Regions from separate parts of the Mus musculus genome. Here region 1 is linked to region 2. The links are chromatin contacts, called in public Hi-C maps. All regions are on one chromosome and are shown on one strand. The core of a region is the stretch at or near the end of the contact, and the rest is flanking DNA. Distances in the headings are between cores, read along the strand shown. Region 1 overlaps Tanc2 (tetratricopeptide repeat, ankyrin repeat and coiled-coil containing 2). Region 2 overlaps Gm39422 (a long non-coding RNA gene).

Region 1 (6,948 bases), core at 311-2,810, 340 kb before region 2:
TAGGAAAGGAACAAGCAGAACACTTAACAGGTACAATGGATACAGCTTGCCCCTTTCAAACTGCTTGTCTGAACCAGTATCTCTCTCTCTCTCTGATTTCAAGTCACAGTGATATTCTTGCTTTTGAATAATGTTTTGTATATTCTCGTCCTCTGAAGAGTCTAAGTTAGAACTATCAAAACAGTATTTCGCATTTGATCCTAGATAGCATTCTTGGTGGATAGCACCCCTATCCTTTCTCTCCTGAGGCCTGTTTAAAGGTACTTACCACCTCAGCATCACCGTAGAAAGCTGCTAGGTCCAGTGGGGTACGGCCATTCTTGTCTGCATGGTCTGTAGCAGCCCCGTTATCCACCAGAGAGCGTACTACTGAGAGATGGCCCTTCAGACAAGCCCAGCTAAGGGCTGTTAGTCCTTCTTTGTCCATCAGGGCAATGGAGGCACCTGAAAAAAAGAGTGAGAGTTCTGTTTTAACAGGACTGAGGACACTAAAGTTTGTAGCCGAAAGGAATGCTGATATTTAAGGTATACATACTATTGAAGAATAGCTTTTACTTCTAGATTTTTTTTTTTTTTTCATTTTAAGATTGGCTCTGGCTGGCCATGGTGACATATATCAGTAATCCCGAAAATAGGCAGGAGTAAGCAGGAGTTTGAGGGTAGCTTGGGCTACACAGTGAGTTCAAGGCCTGTCTGAGTCACATCTCCATCTGTTGAATGCTGTGGTTATAAGTGTGTGCCAGTTCAGTTTTTGTGGTACTGGGACTGAACTTGGAGCCTTTTGAATTTTGACTCAATTTTTTTGAATCAATTTGCTATGCTAGGCAAGCACTCAGCCAGCTAAACTGTACTACCAGCCTCTAAATTATAGATTACTTAAAAAAAAATAAAATTGCTTGAGAGTTCCTATTCTACAATATTCTACAAATAATGTAAACTTACTTAGTGAAAACTCACTTAAGTGAAAAACAAAACAAAACTAAGAAAACCTAAATAGAAAATACAAAAGGTTCAAAGACCATGGGTAAGGAAGAACAAACCTCTGTCATCTATGCCTAATGAATGTCTGCTGTCATGCAGCAAACACAGTAGTCATCTAAGGTCATCAGTGCTGAAGAGGCCCTGCCTCTTCTATTGGACACAGTTTGTGGCTTTGTGCCACGTCTTAAGAACCTAGGTCTGTTCCCTATGAAGTCAGACTTGTTTGGCAACTTGTACCATGGAAGCAAGAGCTACACTGTACCCTGCAAGCACAATTTTTGATTCTAGCCACCTTTGAGTCTCAGGTTGTGGAAACAAATCTTTCTTGAAAAGATAGAGCTAAAGACACAGCAAGTCTCTTAAGAGAAGCCAGTCTTCCTATTCAACTTTGGCTGTTCAGGTCTGGGCACAGTTCTTCAGAAGGCTGGATCCCTTAAAGGAAAGTGCATCTGTGTATAGATAATTATATATATTTAAGGTTGGTTTATTAACAGCGAAGGCTAACTGGAATGATGTCATAGTTTCAATCGCCTTTCTACCTACTTCTTGATCCAAATCCAAGACTCCACTAGGTGGTGCTGCAGTGCTACTAGTGACGAGCCTTTTCTCTATGGCAGTCTATGATGCCACTATTGCATAGGTGGCTGAGCTTAGGGCAATCAGCAAGAGGCTGAAATAATTTACCATGTGCACCTGTAGAGAAAATGCAGTTTCCCACTTACCAAGGGTGTGAGTATGTTGGAAAGCACCACAGGGAATTTATTATGATAGCTTAATAGCAATATCCTAATTCTCTAAAGAGGGTCTCATTGCTAGCAAGTGTCTTAACTTCCCTTTACCTCCTTTGGGTTAGAGAAAAAACATGTTAGCTGTGCAGGCTGACAAACTGATATGCAGCTTTACTTGGTATGTTGGTGCACACCTTTGATCCCAACACTTAGGAGGCAGAGGCAGGTGGATCTGTGTGAGTTTGCAGCCAGCCTGGTCTATAGAGAGAGTTCCAGGCCAGCCTACATAGTAAGACACCATACCACCCCCAACCCTACTCCCACCCCCATCAACAGTAGCAGCAGCAACAGCAAATCAGCCTCTAAAATAGATGGATATTTACTGGGTATACATCAAAAAAACATTGAAGTCTGGACTTGAAATAAAGAGTTCAGAATGTATTGATTTCATAATAATCCCTCAGGCTATAAAGAAAAAGAGAGTGTCAGAGTTAGAACTCCCCAGTGTGTAAGTGGGCAGGCTGGGGTGGTAAGGTATACATGTAAACTTTGCTCTCTAGAAGCTAAGATAGAAGGGTCACCTCAAGTTTGAGGTCAGCCTGGTCTACATAGTGATAAAACATATGCCCATTCAAATGTACATATAACACACACACATGCATCACACACACACACACACACACACACACACACAGAGCATGCAAGAGAACACCAGGTATACTTAGGTGATTGAGGCAAGAAACAAATGTGAGTTCAAGGCCAGCCTGGAGTTTTAGTTTAAAAAACTGGAGGAGAGGGGCTGGAGAGACCACTCAGCGGTCAAGAGCATTGACTGCTCTTCCAGAGGTCCTGAGTTCAATTCCCAGCACCCACATGGTGACTCACAACCATCTGTAATGGAATCTGGTGTCCTCTTTTGGTGTGTCTGATGACGACAGTGTACTCATAAATAAAATAAATAAATCTTAAAGAAAAAAACTGGAGGAGAAAAATAAAAAAGAGAGCAGGAGCATCTGGTTTTGCGTTTTCTTTTTTTTTCTTTTTATAAAAAAGATTTATTGTATGTGAGTACATTGTCGCTGTCTCCAGACACACCAGAAAAGGGCATCGGATCCCATCACAGATGGTTGTGAGCCACCATGTGTTTGCTGGGATTTGAACTCAGGACCTCTGGAAGAGTAGTCAGTACTCTTAACCTCTGAGCCATCTCTCCAGCCCAGCTTTGCATTTTCTAGTTAACCCAATTAGTACTATCATTCTTAACGAGCCTGGAGTTAAGTGGATTCTTACAGGCTCTGTTCACCGTCTTTCAGGGCTTACCTTGTGCTAGTAGGAAGTCCACGGTTCCTAGATGGCCTTCAGAAGCAGCCATCATCAGGGGAGTACGACCCTGCTTGTCTGCCATGTTGACATCAGCTCCATGGGTCAGTAAAAGATCAACAATCTGCGAGTGCAGGCAAACAGAGGCTGGTTATTGTAAGGAGAGCTGCTGAGATGACACATGTATGCACTCTCCTACAGCGTGAACTACTCCTCGCTGCAGAGGTGAGTTTGTCCTATAAGTAGCTTTCTATTGTAGCAACCTACTTAAGACTTTCTGTACAGTTCTAACGGCATGTGACTTGCTACCTTAACTCCCCTAGAGATAGATGAATAAGGAGTCATCTCTGAACATGTGACCAAGACATTAAGTTAGAAAAAAAGACAAGTCAAGATGTGTTCTAAACCAAAAGGAAGTTCCACCCCAAGTAACTACCCATGTCAGTTCCATTTTATTACTCTCCGGAGGCTACAAGCCTGCAGCAGCAATATACATTCACCACTCAATTGACTACAATAAAGTGCTTCTGTTAACAGCAGTGTCTTTTGTTAAGCACTGTTTGGCTCCTAGAGCCTTTTTTTTTCTACTCAAGTACTTCCAAAGATCACTATCAGTGTCCTTTCTTTTTCCATCCTAGTGTATAAATTAATGGTTTCTCTAGAGTCCAAACCTCTGGAAGGATCAAGTAGCTAGAGTTTGCAAAGGTCGAGTTTTCTTCCAGACCTTCGGAAATATCTGTGAGTAACTGGTTTGACAGAGTCTGCTGAGACGAGAACTCCCAGTCAACTGGCAGATACTGTTGCACAGAGGAGGGTGTTGCTCCATGACAAGAGCAAATCAATCTAGCTCACAATGATGGTTCTGAGTGTTAATTTCTCCTCCAACTCCCTTTTTATTGAGACAGGGCCTCCCTATGTTATCCTGGCTGTCCTGGAACTCACTATGTAGACCAGGGTGGTCTTGAACTCGCAGAAATCACCCTGCCTCTGTCTCCTGAGTGCTTGGATTAAAGGTGCATACTGCCTCGCTGGGAGAGTGCTAATGTCTTACATTCTCAATTGGTGGACAGCACTAGCAAAGGCCCATGCCCTCAAGCCTGGCGACTGCCGAGAAACCCAGTGTGCCTTCCTGTCTTTGCAGTACAGGTTTCCACCTGGAACTCATTCTTAGGAGGGCTGGCAGCTGCATCCTACTTACCTGCCAATGGCCCTGGCGAACAGTGCTGAATAGAGGCACTGCTCCTCTGCGGTTTGGCTGGGCCACTGCTGCCCCTTGCTCCAAAAGCAGACGGCACACATCCAGTTTGCCCCTTCCGGCTGCGGCTGTCAGGGCTAAAGGCAGATAACAAAGACTGAGGATGGCTGGCTCTTCTTTTTTTCTAGTTTTTAATGTTAAGCATGGATTAATGTGTTTCTAAATGCTTTGTTTAATGCAAACACAGTAAATTAGTGTGTCTGATTATATAATTATGAATATAATCACTTTACCTTCAAGAACAAGCTGCCTTTTCCAGAAAGGATATTTTTGAAGAAAAATAATAAAGACATTTAAAAGAGCTCACACTATCTGGGGCCAATCATAATAATAAATTCACTGAAAAAATCACTTTGGTCCAATTCATCTGGTTTCATCTTTCCTATTCTTAGAGTGTCTCCTCTGCTCTAGGTGTCTCTCTTTCTAAGGTTCTCAGCCTAGTTACAAACCTACCACTCTATGTATGACAGAAGTCTAGAGAAGAGACTCTGTTGAGAAAGTCAGTGGGGAAAGTTTTGGTCAACCTCTACTCCTGTGCTCTCAAACCTAAAGAACCAAAGGCGGGAACTGTAATCGAAGGCTTTGGATAATTTATTTCCTATTTCTCTTTAAACTAATTAAGATAATAAAAATTTAAAACTAGATTTGCAAGCATGAGAGAAAAAACTGTTTAAGGTAAGATGGTCTTAAAGATGAGAAAACAGGTGTGAAAAGACAGCTTTCTTCCACTATTTGGGGGAGGGGTCTGGGAAGGTCTCCCTCAGCCCGGACGCATACTGTAGCCAATGATGGCCTTGACTGCCTGGTCAGGGGTTATAGGGATGGTGTGCAGTGCCACCCCAGACTGTCTTTTTCTAACAGTTATAACATAAAGGATACACAGGAGGAAGAAATTAGTTATTTTTTCTATTCTACTATCCATTATTTATGACCTTTGGTGTAGTCAACATTCTAGGTGTGTATTTTATTTTCTGTATTGACTGTAAAATAGGAAAAATAGTTTGGAGATACAAAGTCCATCTTGTAACAGACAGACATTTATTTAACCACGACATTTAAAATGCATAGGTTTATTACATAGGTAGGTAAGGTCTCTCTATGTACCCCAGGTTGGTTTGAACTCAGTGTTCCTTTTTAACTCCCCAATGCTGGGATTACAGGTGTATGCTACCATATCTAGCTGAAATGTGTTGTTTTAATTAAAAATAAATACATTCTGTGTGTATGGTGTCTGTATATGTGCAGATGTGTCCTCATGTAGGTGTACGTTGTCAGAGGTTGATACCAAGTGTCTTCCTTAGTTATTCTCTTTTGTGGTTTGAAAAAGATGATGTCTATAGGCTTATATATTTGAATGCTTAGTCATCAAGGAGTAGAGCTCTTTGACATTAGAAGGATTAGGAGGTGTGGTCTTGTTGGAGGAAGTGTGTCACTGGAGTAGGCTTAGAGGTTTCAAAAGCCCATGACAAGCTCAATCTCTTTCTGTTTGTGGTCAGGGTGTAGCTCTTGGCTACTGTTCTGTCTTCATCTTGCCAGCAGACTCCCTGGTGAGTTAACAGGCTTGCCCTCTGAAACTCTAAGCAAACCTCCCATTACATGTCTTCTTTTGTAAGACTCGCCATGGACATGGTGTGTCCACAGAACAGTGACTGAGACACACTCTCCATCTGATTCTTTTCTTTTCTTTTTCTTTTCTTTCCTGAGAAAGGGTCTCTCACTGAACTTAGAGCTAGACTGGAGGCCAGCAAGCTCCTAAATTTCACCTGTCTCTGCTTCCCTAGTGCTGGGATTACAGATGTATGCCATTGTGTTCAATTTCTTTTTTTAAATGTGGGTGGTAGGGATCTGAACACAGGTCCTATGTTTGTGGGTCAGAACTTTACCAATCTACCTCCTTAGCCCTTATGTTTTATAGCCCGGACAAAGGGTAGGAAAATAGAAGGAGTTATATTTTGTTAAAAAAAAACAAAAAACAAAAAACAAATTGGGACTAGATGTTTCCCCATCTCCCAAATTGACTTGGAAAACTGAGATAGCAGGGTGACAGAAGGCCCTTCCTTCATCACAGCCATATACTCTAATGACAAATCAAACACTATTAGGCAGATGTGCATATTTTGGTTTTCAAATGTTGGTCTCTAATCAAAGAAGCTAGTGAAATTCAAATCAAGTGGTCACTTATAATTTTTTCACTTAAGTGAAAAATTATAGAATTTTAAACATTTACATCAATTATTTGGTGTATATATAAACAAATGTGGACCAAGGACAACTTGCAGGGTTCAGTTCTCTACATGCATCCCAGAGACAGAACTCAGGTCATCAGGCAATCAGCAAGTGACCTATCACTGAGCCATCTGCATTTGCCTTTGGGTTTAGCTTAATTTATCTATAACTGGAGCCATATGTAAAAATGAAACTCCTTATAACTCTCTCTCTCTCTCTCTCTCTCTCTCTCTCTCTCTCTCTCTCTCACACACACACACACACACACACACACACACACACACACACACACACACACAGAGATTTCAAATAATGTTTTCCTGCCCTAAGGGTAAAATGGGTTCATAAGGGAAATTGTGGCAATTTTTGAAGATGTATTCAATTTTATTTTGCAATTCTTGTCATTAGTTTTTCTGCTTAATTTGTCATAGGAGGACA
Region 2 (6,688 bases), core at 2,457-4,956:
CAATTTTTTTTCATACTGCATCTCTTTGAGCATCCTTCAGAGTTCACAGCTGAGAAGACTTCCTCACCTTTAAGAATCTTTGTCATTAGATTGGCCCTACCCAATTAACCTAAACAGAGTAAGGGAGGAGAATGCGGAATGACTAAAGAGTAAGGACTTCCTTTTGGCAATAAAAAAGCATTGTGGTTATGTAGTGGTGATGCCTGTGTAACCATGGATACCCTGTAACCCACAGACCAGGATAAAATGATACAGTTAATACGTGCATGTTATATTTTATATATAACATTTTTTAATAGAAAAACCATTTAAAAGTATATTTTAATTATTTACGGGGCAAGAGAGATGACTCAGCAGTTAAGAGCACTTGTTCTTGCAAAGGACCTAGGTTTGGTTTCCAGCACCCACATGATGGCTTACAAACACCTCTAGCTCCGGTTCCAGGGTGGCTAACACCCTTTCTAACTTCCATAATACCAGGTATGCACAGCACACATGCATACACACAGGCAAACACTCATATACGTAAAATAAAGTAAATCCAAATATATATTAATTTTAAGCTATCTTTCTAGCCTCTATTTTAATATTTTATAGAAACCATTTTAAAAATATACTGACCCATTGAATTCACACCTAATGCTACCATTTCATTTTCATCTTAATTTTTTTTTATTCTTTGACAATTTTATATATGTATACAACGTATCTTGATCATGTCCCGCCTCCTCATTCCTAACCTCACCATTCTTGCCCCTTCCTCCCTCCCTCATGTCATCTTTTTTTTTTTTTCCAACCTTTTTGTGGGCACTGCTGGATGCTGAGATGGAGAGATGATAGGATTTTGTCACTACCTTTCAAGAGCCCAGGGCCTAAAACAGGAGACAATCACATAAACCCTTCATTTTAATTGAACTTCGTCGGGATTGGGTGAGAAGTGAGCTTTGGGATCAAGAGGGCTATCCTAGGAAACCCGGGCTTCGTTCTAGAGGCAGTAGAGAGCTGCTGAAGACTTCAACTAGGAACTGTCCCTGCCAGGTGTATTTTCGTCACGTGGTCCTGGCAACCATGAATAAGACTGATATGAGGGCAGCATAGTTAGTCAGCGAGAGCAGAAGACCAAGACAGAAATGGTGGGTCCTCGAATGAAAAGCATAAGAGTCAGTATGATGGCAGTAACAGCAGAGAGATCCGTTAAATACCGACTAAGTAAAACTATACCTGTGGTGTGATGTAGACTGAGGAGAGGCAGGAGTTGGGGTGACTCAGATCCTGACTCGGGTCACTAGGTGGCTGGTGGTGCCATTGCTGAGGAAAAAACATATAGAGTAAGAAGTTTGCAGGCTGAGATAATGACCCTGTTTTAGACAACATTTAAGTATAAGATGCCTGGAAAGATGATGCAGAACCTGTGCCCAGTAAGCAAGGAATCTTGGATCTAAGCTACCTAATTTCTCTCGCCACTACTCTGCTGGAGCCTCTTGTTCTTTAAGATGCCACCTTTGTAATGGGAACCTGGGATTTTGTGTGTCTGTGTCTGTGTCTATGTCTGTGGGTCTGTGTGTGTCTATATTTTACCCAGAATTCAACAGTTAAGAGTACTCACCTAATATGTCTCCAGGAAACTGTGAACTACATTAACATTTTTGGTAAGGTCTCATTATGTAGTCCAGGCCTCTTTCTGCCTCAGCCTCTCAAGTCCTAGCATTACAGATGTGTATCGTATCCAGCTCGTAATAACTATTTATTAAACACATGCCTGAGCAGGCTTTGGTAGCACATACTTTTAGTTCCAGCATTTGGAAAGCTGAGGCCATAGGATTGTGACTTCAAGGCTAGCCTGAGCTACATAGTTTGAGGCTGTCTCAAAAATAAACATATGTCTGATCTTCTAGGTCAATAGTTCTCAACCTTCCTAATGTGTCAACCCTTTAGTACAGTTCCTCATGTTGTACTGACTCTCAATCACAAAATTATGTCGTTGCTACAGTTAATTTTACTCTAATTTTGCTACAGTTAAGAATTATAATCATTATTTCAGATAGTCTTAGGCAAACCCTGTGATAAGGTCGTTCAACCCGAAAGGGGTCAAGACTCACAGGTTGAGAATCATTGCTCTAGAGAAACACTTAATTAGAGATACATTTATATAGACAGTTACAAACCAACTCAGTGAAAACAAATGTATCAGAAAGATCAGACAGATGATAACTTACTATCCTAAAAGGTAATATGAGATTCATTTAATTGGTGGATTTAAATCAATCTACTGTAAAGAAGTTAAATTTTTCAAAAGGAACACAGCAAGATTTTGTTTTGTGTGTGCTGCATGCTCTGTAGCACAGGACGCTTTTTATAGGTATTATCTTTTTATCTCACACTAATCCTGTTGTGGCAGATAGTATTCACTTTCCCATCTTATCAGGAAGCAGAAACTTAGAGAGGTTAAATAATATTTTAAAAAAAGATCACTAATCTAATTAACAGTAAAGCCAGGATTCAAACTGAGGTTCCTCTACCTCTAAGATACAGATTCATGGTGTGGATCTTATTTTATGCAAAGACATGATTACGGGGTTAGAGAGAGAACTCAGTCAGTAAAATGTTTGCCACACAGTCATTAGGACCTAGACTTGGATCTCCAGCACCCTAGTAGAAAGCAGGCATTAGTGGTGTACCTTTATAATCCCAGCTTTGGGGGGCAGGGGCGGAGGGGGAAGATGTCTGGATCTTGCTGGCCAGTTCTTCTGGTTGAACTGATAAGCTCTGGATTCAGTGAGAGGTCCTGCCACAAAAGGTACGGTTGAGAGCATTTGGGAAGACACCCGGCTTTGACTTCTAGCTTCCATACATGTGTACACATATGAACACTCATACACATAAAATGCATGGTTATGGACTGCGCATGTTGGCATATACTTACAATGTAAGCACTGAAGCGGGAGGATCATAAGCTCATGGGCTATACAACAAGACATGGTCTCAAAGGAATGGGGAACGTGGTTAATGGTTTAATGGTATAAAACAACAACCTGGTCTTTTGTTGTTTTGTTGGGTTGTTTGTTTGTTTGTTTGTTTGTTTTTCAAACAGAGTTTTTTTGTGTAGCCCTGGCTGTCCTGGAGCTCACTCTGTAGGCTGGGAAGTCTTGAATTCACATAGATCCATTTGCTTTCACCTCCCTAGTGCTGGCATTAAAGACATGCACCACCACACTGGCCAACCTGGTCTTTTGTACATGGAAATCAGTGGCCCTTCACTGTTGCTTCATTTCCTTATTCTTGTTTAGCATTCTCTGTTAATGTCCAGATTTCCTGTCTTCATATGAGATTCTATTCTCTCCCTACCCATCTCCTCTTTCTCTCACAACATTGCTCTGTTTCACACGCTCATTAGACATGTTCAGTAAACAAGGGAGCTTTGGCTGAGAAGGGAAGCATTTGTGCTATTTCAAAAGCCTTTTCCTCAGACTCAGCCCTGACCTGGGCTTCTGTAGCCAGGATTTCTGAAATTGCTGGTGCTCAGTCCAGCAGCCTAGCAGCAGAAAAGCTTACACAAGAAGAGGAAGGGCCAAAGCACATGCTTATTCATAACAAGATGAGCCAAGAGTGTCAGAGGAATTTGCTGAGTGGCAATGGTGAAGCAAAGAGTGATTTGTTCTTCATATGAGAGTTTGGTTGTGCTTTTTCCAGCAAGTGAATGGAAGCCAGCTGAGCATGGGGCATTGCTGGCATGCAAGCAGTTGGTGCACAAGAGAAGGGATGCAACAGAATGGATGCACAGATGGGCTAATATGTTTGAATGAGGGCATTTCTGGACGCTTCAGACCCTTGTAGATTACTTAGGCAGGGAATAATAGTTCCTGCCCATTGTTATTTGTCTGAATGGTGACCTAAAGTTGGGGGCAGACTCTTGCTAAGGAACAGGGCTTTAATGTAGCATGCAGATATTTCTTCTTGGAATCGTTGCACTGAATTAATTTTTTTTCATGGTGGGAATGCACATCAAATAATCAAGACGCATTGTATTCAGGACCTAATTTCCCAAATGTCAGCATGCAATACATTTCAAAAGTAATTCACTTTGCAATGTGTTTTTCCCATTACACTCATAAGGCAGAAATTATTGCAAATAATAGCCTAGGAAGCTGGGATCATCATTATATCAGCTAAGGGGTCTGACTGGGCCATTGACAGTAAAGGTTATTTCTACTGAAAAGGGAAAGAGAAATCCACATTATTTCAAAAACAAACCTATTTGATGTCTTCTATCAACGTTCTCTCTAGCCTCCTATATTTTCTTGATTCCTCAAGACTGTCTTTCTGTAGTTGCCTAACCATGACTTATGATCTCACCTCTGAGTTTTCTGGGTGCTCCTTTCTGGTTAGGACAAACAAAATTAAAAAGTACCCATGCCCCTTCTCTTCTACCTACTCCCTTCTAGCCTTCAAACCCAGGATTCACCACTTTTTCAATGACCGTGAAGCCTTGTTGTGTGTGGCACACACCTGAAATCCCAGCACTTGGGAGGCTGACATGGCCATCCAGGGTTATATAATGAGACTGAATCTAAAAAACACATTGCCACTAAGATGACAGGGAGAGGTCCCCACATCCCAAGCGTGATTTTCTCAAAAGACTTATCAGTTACAGCTTTAGTCTGTACTATACCATATTTTCCTGCAGCTAAAATATTCCTTTGGATTCTTTCTCGGGTTGTTTTATGTGTGTATGTCTTAGGCTCCAATTAGATTTCCCATTCCCTGGAGATCTCGAGGCCCCTGCCTTTTATTTCTTTAGCATCCAGGAATAGTACAATGACTCATATTAGAATGGCATAAAAGCCACACCTGTGGATATACTTCAACCAGCCTTAGACTTTTGACAGTGATACAATGTTACCAAACAACCATCAGATGAACTTCAGAAGGCTAAAGATAAGATGTGAGCATCCGACCTGTCCCAGGTGGGTCTTCCTCCCAAGAATAACTTAAAGGTTTCTCTTGTCTGTTTTAGTTGTCTTTATGAAATCTCATAATAAAAATTAATTTAAAAATCACCTGTATTAGATGGATGCAAGTGGAGGGATGGGTATGTGCATGTGCATGCATGTGTGGGAGCTTACAGAGGCTCCTATCCCCCTGGAGCTAGACTTGCAGGTGGCTATGGATCACCAGCATGGGCACAAAGAATTTAATGCAGTAATCTGGAAGGCAGTAGTTCTTAACTACTAAGCCTTCTCTACAGCCCCCTGGGGTAAAAAATATATATCAACTAGTGGTTGGAAGGGTCTGTGCTAGAACACATGATGGACAACTGTTCATTACCAAAATATTCTTCATCAAATTTAACAATTCAATAGATATTTGTTAGGATATAGTACATAGGTCACTTATAATAGGTACAAAAAGGATGTCAAATTTATGTTCCAAGAAACTAGGATCCATAAGGTGAAATTCACACATAACAGGATAAAATGTGTTGCTGCTAGCAGTGTGGCACTGAAGGGGTAGATGAGATGTGGATGAGGCCGTGGCCAGTGAAGGGATTATGGTGTTAATGTGGCCTCAGATGATGGATAGAGAAGAAAGCAAGGCACAGAAACAAACTGTGTGCTGTACTTGAGTGGTGATGGGTGTCTACTCCAGTTCTGAGAGATGGTCTTTTTCTTGGGTTTTTATTATTTCCTGAATTTCTGATTTTTAGGCTGGGGTTCTTTTCACATCCATCTTAATAATTTCCTTTACCCATCTCTCCTTTTAGAATGTGTTTGCTAATGATGAACACTCTATGTTTTTATTTTCATGAAAATGTCAATTTAGCCAAAAATATTTACCTTAATTTCTGAAAGTATAGAATTCCCCTCTATTTTCACTGGATATAGAAATCTTAAGTTTGCTTCCCCCCCCCTTTTTAAAGAAACCATCCCAGTATCTTCTGGGTTTTATTGATTCTGTTGAAAAAGTTAGCTGCCAATAATACTGTTATTTATTTGAGAACGATGCATCTTTTTAAAACAAAAAAAGCTCTGAATAATTGTAACATTTGAATGATTGCTTACAGGGCTGAGGATACAGCTCAGATAGGGAGAGTGGTCATCCAGCATGCATGAAGCCGTGGGTTCAGTCACCAGCAGCACCACTTCAGACTCATGCTGCTCTTGGTTTCCCCAGCACTTAGGAGATGGAGAAGTTCAAGGTCATCCTTGGCTGTCTAGTGAGGCTGAGACCAGGTTGGACTACATCAAACCCTGCTTTGAACAATAACAACCCCCCCCACAGATATATCTGCATGTAGTTTCAATGGTCTAACCAAACATCATTTTCTTTGTATTTACCCTGTTCAGAGCTTGAATGTATGGCTTAATATCCTCTGTTAGTTTGGGAATTTTTCCTGATTGGCATTTCAGGTATGGCTCCTACCTTGGTGTATGGGGCTATTTTGGGCCTCTTAATTTGTTCAAGTGAGCTCGGTGCCTACCCTTTTACCAGTACCTCACTGCCTTAGACACAAGAGCTTTCCATTAAATACTGAGAATAAGAAGTATGAATCGTCCTGGTATTTTGTTTCAAAACTAGTTCCGTTAGTCTTTCCACTGAGTTTTAGAACCAGTTGTCAACATATTAGAAAATAGAATTTTTAAAATTAACTAAGAGAACTAGGCTTTTACTATTTCTAAATTCATAGCAT

Evidence for each region. A called contact is a pair of places that touch in the nucleus more often than the background predicts.
Region 1: a contact with region 2 is called in a Hi-C map of bone marrow-derived macrophages, with 25 read pairs. The contact joins two enhancer-like sites. A contact is called at or near these places in 1 of 484 Hi-C or Micro-C datasets (bone marrow-derived macrophages), 2 of 115 datasets of contacts at active chromatin or transcription factors (embryonic fibroblasts and extraembryonic endoderm stem cells) and 1 of 9 other capture datasets (embryonic stem cells).

What each region holds. Positions count from the first base shown.
Region 1 is chr11:105,906,408-105,913,355 of GRCm38.p6, reverse strand. Tanc2 (tetratricopeptide repeat, ankyrin repeat and coiled-coil containing 2) reads right to left here. Exons shown (of 26, transcript NM_181071.3): 19 at 4,228-4,361; 20 at 3,030-3,153; 21 at 269-444. Among named protein-coding and RNA genes, the nearest start is that of Cyb561, 35 kb to the left of the region's middle. Within about 2 kb of position 1,560, at least 12 of the 459 cell types and tissues checked have an H3K27ac peak or open chromatin away from gene starts, as enhancers often do. A contact at or near this core is called in bone marrow-derived macrophages, where this site is marked.
Region 2 is chr11:105,564,314-105,571,001 of GRCm38.p6, reverse strand. It overlaps Gm39422 (a long non-coding RNA gene), which reads right to left. Exons shown (of 4, transcript XR_880251.2): 2 at 2,679-2,785; 3 at 1,222-1,308. Among named protein-coding and RNA genes, the nearest start is that of Gm39422, 14 kb to the right of the region's middle. Within about 2 kb of position 3,706, at least 39 of the 459 cell types and tissues checked have an H3K27ac peak or open chromatin away from gene starts, as enhancers often do. A contact at or near this core is called in bone marrow-derived macrophages, where this site is marked.